Regions from separate parts of the Danio rerio genome. Here region 1 is linked to region 2. The links are chromatin contacts, called in public HiCAR-type maps. All regions are on one chromosome and are shown on one strand. Each heading gives the region's core, a stretch centred on a gene start, on an enhancer-like site or on the middle of the called end of the contact. The rest is flanking DNA. Distances are from core to core; before and after follow the strand shown.

What was found. HiCAR-type assays count read pairs that join an accessible place to other places.
Region 1: a HiCAR-type map of caudal fin shows a contact between it and region 2, with 5 times the contacts expected there. The contact joins two enhancer-like sites.

The regions. Positions count from the first base shown.
Region 1 is chr20:8,156,949-8,163,408 of GRCz12tu, reverse strand. It overlaps plpp3 (phospholipid phosphatase 3), which reads left to right. Exons shown (of 6, transcript XM_003200678.7): 6 at 3,876-6,017. The coding sequence ends at 4,004. Among named protein-coding and RNA genes, the nearest start is that of plpp3, 55 kb to the left of the region's middle. Within about 2 kb of position 1,883, at least 10 of the 62 cell types and tissues checked have an H3K27ac peak or open chromatin away from gene starts, as enhancers often do. A contact at or near this core is called in caudal fin, where this site is marked.
Region 2 is chr20:7,753,402-7,759,455 of GRCz12tu, reverse strand. No RefSeq gene overlaps it. Among named protein-coding and RNA genes, the nearest start is that of bloc1s2, 15 kb to the right of the region's middle. Within about 2 kb of position 2,310, at least 12 of the 62 cell types and tissues checked have an H3K27ac peak or open chromatin away from gene starts, as enhancers often do. A contact at or near this core is called in caudal fin, where this site is marked.

The DNA of each region.
Region 1 (6,460 bases), core at 634-3,133, 400 kb before region 2:
TTTTATAAAACGTTTACATTTATTAAACTAATATAGTAGGAATAAGAATATGCACCAAAGTATAATCCTCCAGTAACAGACTACTAAGGAGCATCTTAACTAAACTCCTTTGCATGCTGTTAATGACACTGCAGTAAGGTCAACTTACACACACAGGCTTAGACAAACACGCAAAACAGCTTCCTGGTGCTGACTGAGCATTTAAACACAATGAAGTGAGTTTGCTTTGGAAGAACACTTTCAGACAGAGGGCTCTGACACAGGAAGCTGTCACCCCATGACACAGGTTCATTGGCCGTCTATGATTGCAGGTCAGAGGTGACACTGCATCAAGCAGACTATTGTAGGAGAAGATTCCTGAGTCATGTTGGACAGTAAAGCTTACTGTTTGCTTGAAGCTGATGGCTTATGTGATAACACATAATTGCACAAACCCTGCAGATTTGAACACAATTAACACTTAACTCTGGCTTGTGTCTGCGTTCCTAAAATCTAACGCACAATTGTTTTAAATATTTGGGGATTGCCCGAAAATATTAGTTATGTTATTTATAAATAATAAGCTGTATTTTATTCCAGTTAAAATGAAAATATTGAAGAGCAACGGCTTTATTATTCCTTTGTCAATGTGTTGTCATTAGGGTTAGGCGATGTCGACCAATTTGGCATTGTACATACAACGTCTAATGTGGAACATCACGATGGATGATGGCATCATCGTCATAGGCGACAAATAGTTGCATACTCTTCTGCTCGACGGCAGTGGAAATCGCTTGAGTTTAAACTCGGAAAAACGTCTAAAAAAATGCTGATGATAAACGCAAACTAAAAGTGTCCCGATGTGTACAAGCCTTAAGTGTGTATTTCTTACGAGCAGATTTGCAACAGGAGCGGGGCGGATGATTGCGATACCAGCTCAGCATTGTGATGTCTATCGCTCATCGATAGACATCAACCATAGTTGTTATACTTCTTCTTCTTCTTTTTCTTCTTCTTCTTCTTCTTCTTCTTATTATTATTATTATTATTATTATTATTATTATCATTATTAATTCAGGGTACATTCTACAAGACGTTAATAATATAATTATATGTTTGTCACAAAGTTAAATTTAACTTTCATTTTTAAGGATTTACCATCAAGTTAAATACTGTTAAATCAATACAAAATATATCTAGCATTATATGTACAATTATGCATTCGTTATAACATAATGTATCAAATCAGTGGACTTATTACCATAATTAAACAGCATATTGTTCAGATGTGTTTTCAATGGCTACTTGGTTCGATCGTTGACCAAAAAGCCCACGTCTGACATCATTGCTTCTGAAAAGAATTTCTTTGTATCTGCAAAGAAGCCGAGGATCTAGATCCAGTTTCCTGATGTCATGGCAGCGCAATCTAAAGGTCACTCTGGAAATGTCATGATCTTTCTGGCATACGTTCACTCACATGGAAAGAAGACGCTTACAGGAGGCCCTATAGGATGAATTCATCCGCTGTAACCTTTGGATAAAGCTCTCTTTGTATGCGTGCATAACGCCTTCCACTGAGAGGATATGCAAGAAACAGCTGCTGGAAAGATGATTCCAGAACTTCGATGGCCTCTGTGTTCACTTTCTATCTCTTTTCACAAATCTGCTCTATTACTCAGGCCTGTCACCCACACAACCAAATAGGAAATCCCTTTTTTTATTTTGTGTGCAAGCCTGTGCTCATTCTCCCCCCTTGGCATCACCCAAGGGCAGTTTGCCGCTCAGGGGTTGACAGCAGCTCCTGAAGCGTGTCAGGACAATTTAGCTGTTAGCAACCCTAAACACTGACCTCTTTCCCTGTCACACACTGGCCCCATACTCTTCACACCCTCATAAATAGCGTGTGTTTATGTGTTGGCAGGGTTTCTGGAATCGCTGATTCCACCGTCAGCTGTTCTGCATGCTTCAGTAGCATAGACGGTGAAATATCCCTCAGGCCAACATTACCAAGAAAGCATTCTGTCTTTGGCATGAAGGCCATGTGACTCAGACTTGCGTATTTTCGGCTCTTTGTAAATCTTTTGGGTGCAAGCCTAGTTTAATGCCAAGGGCACACTTCCTCAGTACCCTCCCTAGTTTCCTGTGATGTCACCAGGATGTAAAGGAGGGCTGTCGGGCATCTTTTCTTTCACAACAAAGTTCTTCCCACGGCAAATGAGAGCGTACTGAACACACTCCTTCCTCAGAGTCAAGGATTGAACAAAGGAACCGAGGAGGTTGCTCTTTATCTTCCCTACTGAGTCAGTGTTTTTAAGGCATGTGGTGTTCGTTTGTCATTCTTATCAGATGTGTGACCTCATACACATCCGGATGTCATGGATGATGGATTGCCAGCCTTTATATAATTGGATATTTCAAAGGATTTATTAGTCATCTGTGTCTAAATTGGCATAATAAGGAAAGCTAAGAAGTTCTTGTTCTTTTTTTCCTTTAGGTAAAGATAAAGTTCTAAAAATATAGTATATGGTTAGAAAACATCCCAACAACAGCCGCACTGCTCATAGCAATGTTAAGTTCGCACATCCTCCTGTTGATAACAAAATGCTTTCTTGACTACCGTTTTCTCAGCACTGCCATTTAAGTTGTATCTGATTATAGCGATGTGGATATTTTTGCACAAGCTCTTCAGTTCATCACACTTATTTATTCAGTGCTTTGTACAGAAAATTGAAAAAAGTTGCTTCAATTTGTCCTATAAAAAATCTGTAAAAAGAACTTGAAAAGATTTCGACATAAAAGAAAGCAGAGCCTTAGAACCGCACCTCATACCTGCCAAAACTCCCGTTTTTCTCGGTAGTCTCCCGTATTTCAGACCCATCTCCCACCATCCTCCCGTTTTGTTATTTTTCCCAGAAAACTCCAATAATTTCATCCCCACATTACCTCCCCCTCACGGTCCTTAGCTTTTGAGTACAGTCTGTAACACCCCCGGGTCGCCTACTATCTGGCATAGTATCTGATCGCAGAGGCCGCCTTAAACCTGGTCCATAGTACAGTTACTAACCAGTTTTCAACAGTGTTTTTCAGACACCTCACCCCTGAACCAAAACCTCTTTTCCTGGTCTCCCAGATTTTCAGAGACAAATGTAGGCAGATGTGCCATACACATATTTTATTGTGTTTACCAGTTTGAGTGAATTGTTCCAGAACGTTTGCACTTGCAGTATGTTTTGAATTTCGGACAGAAACATGAGTTTAAGACAGACTTTGTTTGAAATTATGGCAGTTCCAGTTTCAGGACTGGGTTTTGCCTCTATTAGGACAGTAGTTAAACAGGAAATGGAGTAGGAGATAGAGAGAGAGGGAGATATGGGCATGGCATCGGGAAAGGTCTATGAGCTGGAATTCAAACTCTGGAAGGCCAAATTGCAATCGCGTTGCATGTCAGCACAGACAGTTTTAGTGTGTTTTAATGCAGCTGTTAGGATTTTGATGATCTTTTCCTTCTTCTTATCTTCCAAGCAACCATCTATCCATCTAGAACACCTTGGCAACCAGGATCATGCCTTATTCAGAACAAAATTGAATTATCTTGTTAGTTCTAGTGAAACTTATACATTTAACTCAATCTGAAATGAGGTGGCAAATTTAGTCTGGAATTACAATTAGAAATTGAGTAAAGTCAAATTGAGATCCACTGTAGTGCACAAAAAAGTAACCAACCAAAAAGGCTAAAGCCTTTTTTCGGGCTTTAAAGGCTTCAACCAAAGGTGCCTTTGAAAAATAATTGTTGCTGAAAGCCAGTAATGTTGTAAGCATAGTTGATTTCCACCCTTTGTTGGCTCTCAAATGAACAATCTAATGGTGTTTTGTTCTTTTTTATGCTCCTCTTCTAGGTCTTTTACGTATCAGATCTCTTCAAACCCAAAGCTAAGACAGCCACCCCGCCGCCCTCGCCAATCAAGAAAGAGCTGCTCCCTTCTTCTGACATCATCGAGAGGAACAACCATCACAACATGGTGTAGGATGGAGGACCGGGAGGCTGCATTCCCAATCTCCCTATCCTAAACTCCACCCCTCCCTGATTCCCCTGAAGAAAACCAGAATAGCCACCTGTGACAGAGGAGGACGCCTCCTCTCTTTCTCATCTGACAGTAGAATGTAGGCACAGGACAGAGACAATCCTATTGACTCTTATTACAAATGACCTCACAATCCGAGAGCCCAATTCGAAAGGCCAAACAGACACAAAGCTAACAGAAAAAAACAAGCCAATTGTCCTTCAGAATGTTGGATGACAGAAGTATTGAACGACAAGGAGAGCGTGAATGTGAGGCTGGTCTCATGACCAGCTGTTCTCTCCTTTTGTCCTTTGTAGCCTTTCAGGAACAGCTTACAACAAATTCCTTATTAATAGGAATGATGCATACCTGCGATGTAAGTAGCACAGATATATTAACAGTATAATAACTTATAGCACTATATACAAATTCATGAAATGTCACCACTCGCTATCTGAGGAGCGTAGCTTCAAGAAGCTTGATGACGAGCTGATTTTGAGCTACTCGAAACAGTGGCCTAACTGCAATTTAACGGGTTTGTTTTTTTAAAGGCGGGCGGGAGGGCGGGTTGGGCTTTTAATTTTAGATATTAAATTTACAATCCCTGCTCAAACCGTGGGGCTGGGGGGCTTGCCTGAGCCATGCTGCCTCACTGTCTTCTGATTGGTCAGGGGGCAGGGTTTGACATTGGAGAGGTGTGTCTTGTTACCACTGTTGACACAGGCACGTGGCTTTGCTAGCCACCTCACCTCACTGTCTACTGATTGGTGAGGGCGTGGGGTTAGATATCTGGGAGGTGTGCCTCATCAACATTGTCGACACAGTGGCGTGGCTGTGCCATGCCATCTAGCTGTCTTGTGATTGGTCAGAAAGTGGGGGTAGACATCCAGAAGGGTGTGTCTCATTTCTTTGTCTTGCTCTCTTCTGATTGGTCAGTAGTAAGACATCTGGAAATGTGTCTCGTCACCGCAGCTGGTGGTGGGGCGTAGCTGAGCCATGTTGCTTCTATGTCTTCTGATTGGTCAGAGGGTGGGGTTAGACATCAAAGGGGTGGATCTCATTTCCACAGTGGGTGGGATTGACTCCCAATTTCCCCATCGACCACACTGGCACATTTTTAATATTTGCTTTGTTTTGGACCTGGGAATGAGCCTCTTCCGCTGGCTGGTTTGACCTCTTTCCAGTTCCGACTGCTTAAGCACTCAACTATGGTTGCGTGTTTTTACCCATAATGCCACCTGTGCCCTCTGCCTGTCCTGGCAAGAATCATACTGCCCTGAAAAAGAGGGATGTGGGGTCCCTCAGGGGGGCGCTCGGTCCCTCGTTTGCATATGTGTTTGTATGTGAAGAAACGTAAGAAAACTGTGGACTTTTATTTCTTCTCTCTTTTTTTATTTTTTTTTATTTTTGTTTTGTTTTATGGAAATGCCTTTTCTTAGCCTTGTTCTTATGATGTCGTCGTCTACTGTCCCACTTACAGCTGTACAGGACTGCCTGAATACTCCAGAAAACACATCCATACAACACAACTCAAGCTCCAAATGTGTTGCACATCCCTCCCATTGTATAGTCCGTCCTATCATTTCAACAGACCGCTTTATTTCTCTCTCAGAAGTATATAAATAATGTATAGATCACTAAAATTAACTATGTAAGATATTATTTCTGAACATGTTTAGATATATCCACTATGAATCTAAAACGCAATGTGTCATGACCTGTGTTTATTTACAAAGTGCTGCTTTTATGAGCATTGATTGACCTTTTTTTTTTTTTAGGTGACTAAAATATTGTAGAGTTGTGATAGTACGTTTTTAATAAACGTTGAATAAAACACATACAATTGTATCAAATTCACTATTAGTATTTTTGTATTGTCTCATTTTGTACAAAGTCAAATAATAGCGATATGTTTTTTCTGCTAAATGTACTTAGCTCTAATACGTGTGCTTTTAAATAAAAGCTCTTTATAAACAACAGCAGTGTGTGTGCTTGTTTAGTGCATGGTTTTGGTTATTTAAGTTTAAGGTTTGATGCTTTCAAGAGTTCACACTTAGCTGATGATTGATTATAAGCAAGTTTGGCATGCTGTCCCGGGAGAGACCCCTGAGCTCGAAGGTTCTTGAGCCCTGGGCTCCCTCCCGTTTAGAGGAAGAAAGGGGAGCCTCGAGCTCAGGTAGATCTCGACAACTCCCCTTTGATAATAGCTAAAGACTAAGATTGAAAGCTATTAAAAGATATGCTGCATTGTTAGATTACCTGTATTGAAATTTAGATTTAACGATTAAGTTGTTGTGCATGTTTTTGGAATGTGGGAGGAAACCGGAGAACCCGGGGAAAACCCACGCAAGCACGGGAAGAACATGCAAACTACACACAGAAACGACCACCGGCCTGTTAAGGAACTAGAACCGGTGACG
Region 2 (6,054 bases), core at 1,061-3,560:
AACTGCATTAAGGCTGCAGAACTGTGTCGAATTTGTTTCTTTTATGGTATTTCATGTTTTCTGACACTCCAAACACACATCTGAATCAGTTCATTTCTGTTTCTGTGCATATAATGTACAATGACCACGACAGTCAAATCAATCAAACTGATTGAGCGAAATTTGTAATTACTTTGGATTCTTACTTTATACGACTGAAATAAAATACAATAGATCAGAAAAATAGAAAATAATGTTTTTCACTTCATATTTTGTTGAAAAAAAAACTCCTTTTAACGAATTTCGTTTGATGTAATTTGTATCTTCATTTTAATGTATTTTTTGTTCGTCTGTTATCTACAAATTAAACAAAAAGAGTGACGTCCCAGCAGGCACAGGATGTCAACATGACGTCAGATTGACATTGTACCCCAACATCATGGGACGTTGCATTTTGTTTGGAAATAAAAATTGGGTTGACGTCAGAACCCAACATCAGGCTGAAATCAAAGTCCAACGTTGAATATGTACTGCATTTTGGTTATTTTCACAACCTAAAAACAACAAAATATTAATGTTACAGCTTGACATTGTGTGGACGTTATCAATATGAGGTCTATCAGATGTTGGATTTTGGATGCCAAACCTGACGAATAAATGTCAGTATTTGACGTTAATATGACGCTGGTTTAAGATGTTGGCTCCACATTGGATTTTGGTCACTTTCTAACACAACCTAAAATCAACTAAATATCAACATCATGTTGTTTTTGGAGGTTTGAATAACATTGTGACCTAAATCTAACCTAATATTAACATCCTAAATGTTGTGTGTCTGCTGGGGTGTGTTAAAAACTGTGAGAAAAAAGGGAAAAAAAAACATGTTTGCTATTTGTTCAAACTAAAATGAGTTGAAGCAACACAATTTTTGAGTTTTCTCTCATTCACAATGAATAGTTCTCCTTTCAAATAATGTTACAAAGAGTTTAGCTTAAAGTAATACAAACCTCTTTTGACTCTAAATTAAAATGTAAAGCTCTTTTAAAGCAAAGCAGTGCCTGCTTGTGGAAAAACAAATCATGTGGCCATAGAAACATCAGCACCAGGCAAGAAGATAATAAATAAAAGTACTTCTATTCTGTGTGATGTGTAACAGTGAGTGAAGGACAGCTTACCGTTTCTTTCAAAGATAACAAAAACCTGATATCAGTGAGAAAAGACAGTCTTGATTATTGGCTCGGTGTCTGTGTTTATGTGTCAGATATGTTTAAGTTAAAAAGAGTAAATCTACCAGTGGAGGGATAATATCTTTCTAGGTTAAAATAACAGGGTGAGGTGTAAACAGGCAAGTGTATATGCAGCCTGCTGTGAATGTGTTTGTGGTTAAAATCAAACATAAAAAGTGGGGGAAATCTGGGTTCGCCTTTAAAAAGTTTTACATTTATCAAAGGACTGGTGTGATGTTGTATCGTGTATCCATAAGCAGTCTACAGCAAAACCTTTGCTAGTTATCAAATGAATAAAAAATGAACGCAGCAATGGTTATGGAGTGTTACACATGTCTATAAAGTGCATGACACGACCTCATGCTGATTATTTTGGTATCTTGACATTAGAGCTTGAACATTGGATACATCTGCCACTATCAGAGTAGATGAGCACCTCGCCATACATGGTTATAAATCTATCAGTGTGGCTTACAGTCAAATTCAGGTGAAAGGTTGAGGCTGACTATGTGTGGGCTTAGTCTGCCCTCTGGTGGATGTGTAAAAGTTTGAAGCCTCTCATTTGTATAGTTAAAAAGTATATGTTTGTATTAATACAAATAAAAAAATCTAAACACAAATCTTTTTTATGAACTAGTTTGGCAGCAATGTTAAGTTGTTTAGTCAGTTATTCAGCCAGTAAGGAATGCTTTCTCCCTCTCCTCTCTCACAATAGACAAAACCCCAATGAGAGTTTTTAATTGTTATTATGGGTTAATTTGTTTAATATATCTATAGAGGTGTCGATAAATATCATACTAATACAGCATCATTTGTTGGTTGTTTTTGTTAAATCTTATGTTGTTAAAATAGATTTTCATTAAGTAAAAATTATCATAAAACTAAAAACAATAAAGGTATTTGTACTTGTGGAATCTTGGAAATATGGAATTTTTATGCAAGTTTTTTGATAACATGTTATTTTCTATAAATGATGTCATTGTGCAACAGATATTTGGTATCCAATTCTGTAATCACTGCTAGTAGATGTACTACACTGAGCCCAGAGGTGGAGCTGCACCAGGAGACCCACTGATCCCAGAGGTGGAGCTGCACCAGGAGGCCCAGTGAGCCTAGTGGTGGAGCTGACCCAGGAGACCCACTCAACCCAGAAGTGGAGCTGCACCAGGAGACCCACTGAATCCAGAGGTGGAGCTGCACCAGGAGACCCACTGAGCCCAGAGGTAGAGCTGCTCATAGAGAGGTTGTAGTTGCAAGCACGGTCAAGAGAGCAAAAAAATAAATAAAATAAATAAATAAATAAATGAATAAATAAATAAACAGCAGAAGGTAAGATCATTAAGCACTTTTTCATATAAAATACTATAATGGAATAATGGAAACTATTATCGAGATTTTTAAATATATTTTTCCACTATAATGTGATGTGGATCCAAAAAATTGCTAAAAGTCTGTTCATTATTTTATGAGACAATTAATTCCATTCCAAAAAATAGAATAGATAATAATTTTCACATTTCTGAACATGATAGTTTAATCACTAATTTCTAATAACTGATTTATTTCATTTTTGAAATAAATGATGGCAGTAAATAATATTTACTATATGTATTTTGCAAGATATTAATATCCAGCTTAAGGTGCAATTTAAAGACTTTACCGGGTTAATTAGGTTAACTAGGCAAGTTAGGGTAACTAGGCAAGTCATTGTATAACAATGGCTTATTCTGTAGCCAACTGAAAAATAATTATTGCTAAAAGATGCTAAAAATATTGACATAAAATGTTTATGATTACTATTATTAAAAACTTATTTTTATTCTAAATAAAAAAAACAACAACAGATAAGATATCCTTCAGAAGAAAACATAATGGAAATACAGTGAAATTTCCTTGCAATGTTGAACATCATTCCACAGAAAAAAAATAAATCCACAGAAGGGCTAATACACATTATATATATATATATATATATATATATATATATATATATATATATATATATATATATATATATATATATATATATATATATATATATATATACTAGATCTTTTTCAAGACACTTCTATACAGCTTAAAGTGACGTTTAAAGGCTTAACTAGGCAGGTGAGGGTAATTAGGCAACGATGGTTTGTTCTGTAGACTATCGAAAAAATATATATAGCTTAAAGGGGCTAATAATTTTGTCCTTTTATTTATTTTATTCAAATTTCAAACTGTTTTTATTCTAGCCAATATAAAACAAACAAATCTTTCTCCAGAAGAAAAAAATATTATTAAACAAACTGTGGAAATGTCCTTGCTCTGTTAAACATTATTTAGGAAATAACTATAAAACACACAAATAAAAATAAAAAATTCAAAAGGGAACTAATCGTTCTGAATCCAACTGTATGAGGAAAACTTTTAGCAATATGGGTAAATTATGAAAAAACATTCATTGCAATTTGTAACAATTTATTATAACATCATCCTCATCATACTTCATGTAGAACATCTCAGTTTTAGTATATCTGACATCTGAAGAGGAATACAACAGTTTCAGTTAAAACTGATTCATTTACATCAAGCAAATATTCTAATTTTGTGTAAAAGCCCTAAATAGCTATTTATGTGGATATATTTGTTAAATGTCTGTTTATTACGATATAAGGCAATTCATTGCTGTTGAAAAACTAGATTAAAATAGTACATTTTTTTCTAAAATTTAGTCAATAAAATATAAAACATTGTAGTCATACATCTTTGTCAGCCATCTTCTATTAATGATGTCATCATGGAATTCTAGGTTCTAAGCATGCTTCTACAGTTTATATAACATTATAAAAGTTGTAAATGTATTTGCTTTTTTTAATCAATCTTATGCTTCTATAAAATTTCAATAGAACATTGCAATTATTCTTAACGTGTTTGTACATATAAAATTTTAAGCAATTGCTTTAATCTGGTTTTATTTAGCAACAAGCTGTAAATTGCCTATAATAATGTAGTTACCTATGAAATGACAGGGTCAATAGATTTATACCAGGATAGGGAAACATTTCAAATTCTTTGCTTGGAAATCTGTCTAAAATTTATTCGAACAATTTGTCCTGGATATGTTCAAATCTTTCTGTTTTTAAAAGGAACAAATACCAACAAAATGAATTTTAAGAAACAATTTAATTGTCAAATGCACATGTTTTAAAGCAGTTCATAAAGTCACTGAAGATGACAGTGACAGCTTTTAATCCAAGGTTTTTGTTTTCCTCAACTGATTATAACAGTGAACTACACATACACACCAAACATTTTATACATTACAATCACTAGTACAGCAAGAAAATAAAGTATATTGGTGCATCAAAAAACTGAATGTGCCTCATTTCTAGTCAGATTATTAAAAATGTTTTCAATTCTTGACTTGGGCTCACTGGTGTAGCTGCACCAGAAGACCCACTGAGCCCAGAGGTGGAGCTGCACCAGGAGGCCCACTGAGCCCAGAGATGGAGCTGCACCAGGAGAACCACTGAGCCCAGTAGTGGAGCTACACCAGGAGACCATTGGGCTCAGAGATGGAGCTGCACATAAAGAGCAATTGCAGTTGCAAACACAGCAATACTCTTGAATTACTGTCTGAAGTTCTTTTCTGCATGAAACAAGAAACACAATATCTGGATTTTAAAAATATTTTAGTACTTTAATGTGATGGTAAAATATAAGTCAAATTTATTTTTTATCAAATTCTGTTTTATTTAAAAATTATTTAACTGTCCGCATATCTTGGCAGCATGCAACAAAGGGGTACAATGAGACATTAAGCCACAGCTGACAATATGGAATTTTGGGTTCTTAATAACATGATGCTATTTATATGAGCTCAGTTATTGAACAATTATATTACAATATAGCTACAATCAAACAAAAAACATGAAAGCACTAAATGGATATCCATGTTGATATATTTGCTAAAATGTCTGTTTATTACGATATAAGACAATTCATTACATTGTTGAAAAATAGAATAGATATACTAACAGGTTGCAGAATTAAACTTGTAATTCAGTTTGACTCCACAGTTCTCTTATATCCACATATATTGACTGTTGTTTTGGTGAATATAAACTACATTTTACTCAATTAGTTTTATTTTACAAACATTTAGATTTTTTTTATTTTATTTTTTATTTTACTTTAAACCATCAATGCGCTATATATAGTTTAGGTAAAAATTAGCCCTCCTGTTAAACAGTATTTTTTTCCAGTTTGTTTAAATTGGATTATTTTTTCAACACATTTTTAAACATCATATATTAATTACTAATTTCTAGGAACTCATTTATTTAATCTTTATTTATATTTATTTATTTAATCTTTGCCATTATGACAGTAAGTTATATTTTACTAGACTTTTTGCAAGATACTATAGTAGTATCCAGCTTCAAGTGCAATTTACAGGCTTTACTGGGTTGATTGGGTCAACACAGCAAGTTAGGATAAATAATCAATTCATTGTATAAATGGTTTACTGGTTCTGTGGTTTGTTCTGTAGCCACTTGAAATATATATATATATATATATATATATATATATATATATATATATATATATATGTGTGTGTGTGTGTGTGTGTGTGTGTGTGTAGATTCTTAAGGGGGCTAATAATGTTGACTTTACAATGTTTTTGTTAAAGATAATGGATCTCTCTGGATTTTCTCCTGAGGAAAACATTTTATAGGAAATACAGTGAAAATAAATCCTTGCACTGTTGAACATGGGCGACGCAGTAGGTAGTGCTGTCGCCTCACAGCAAGAAGGTCGCTGAGTTGCTGGTTCGAGCCCTAGCTCAGTTGGCGTTTCTGTGTGG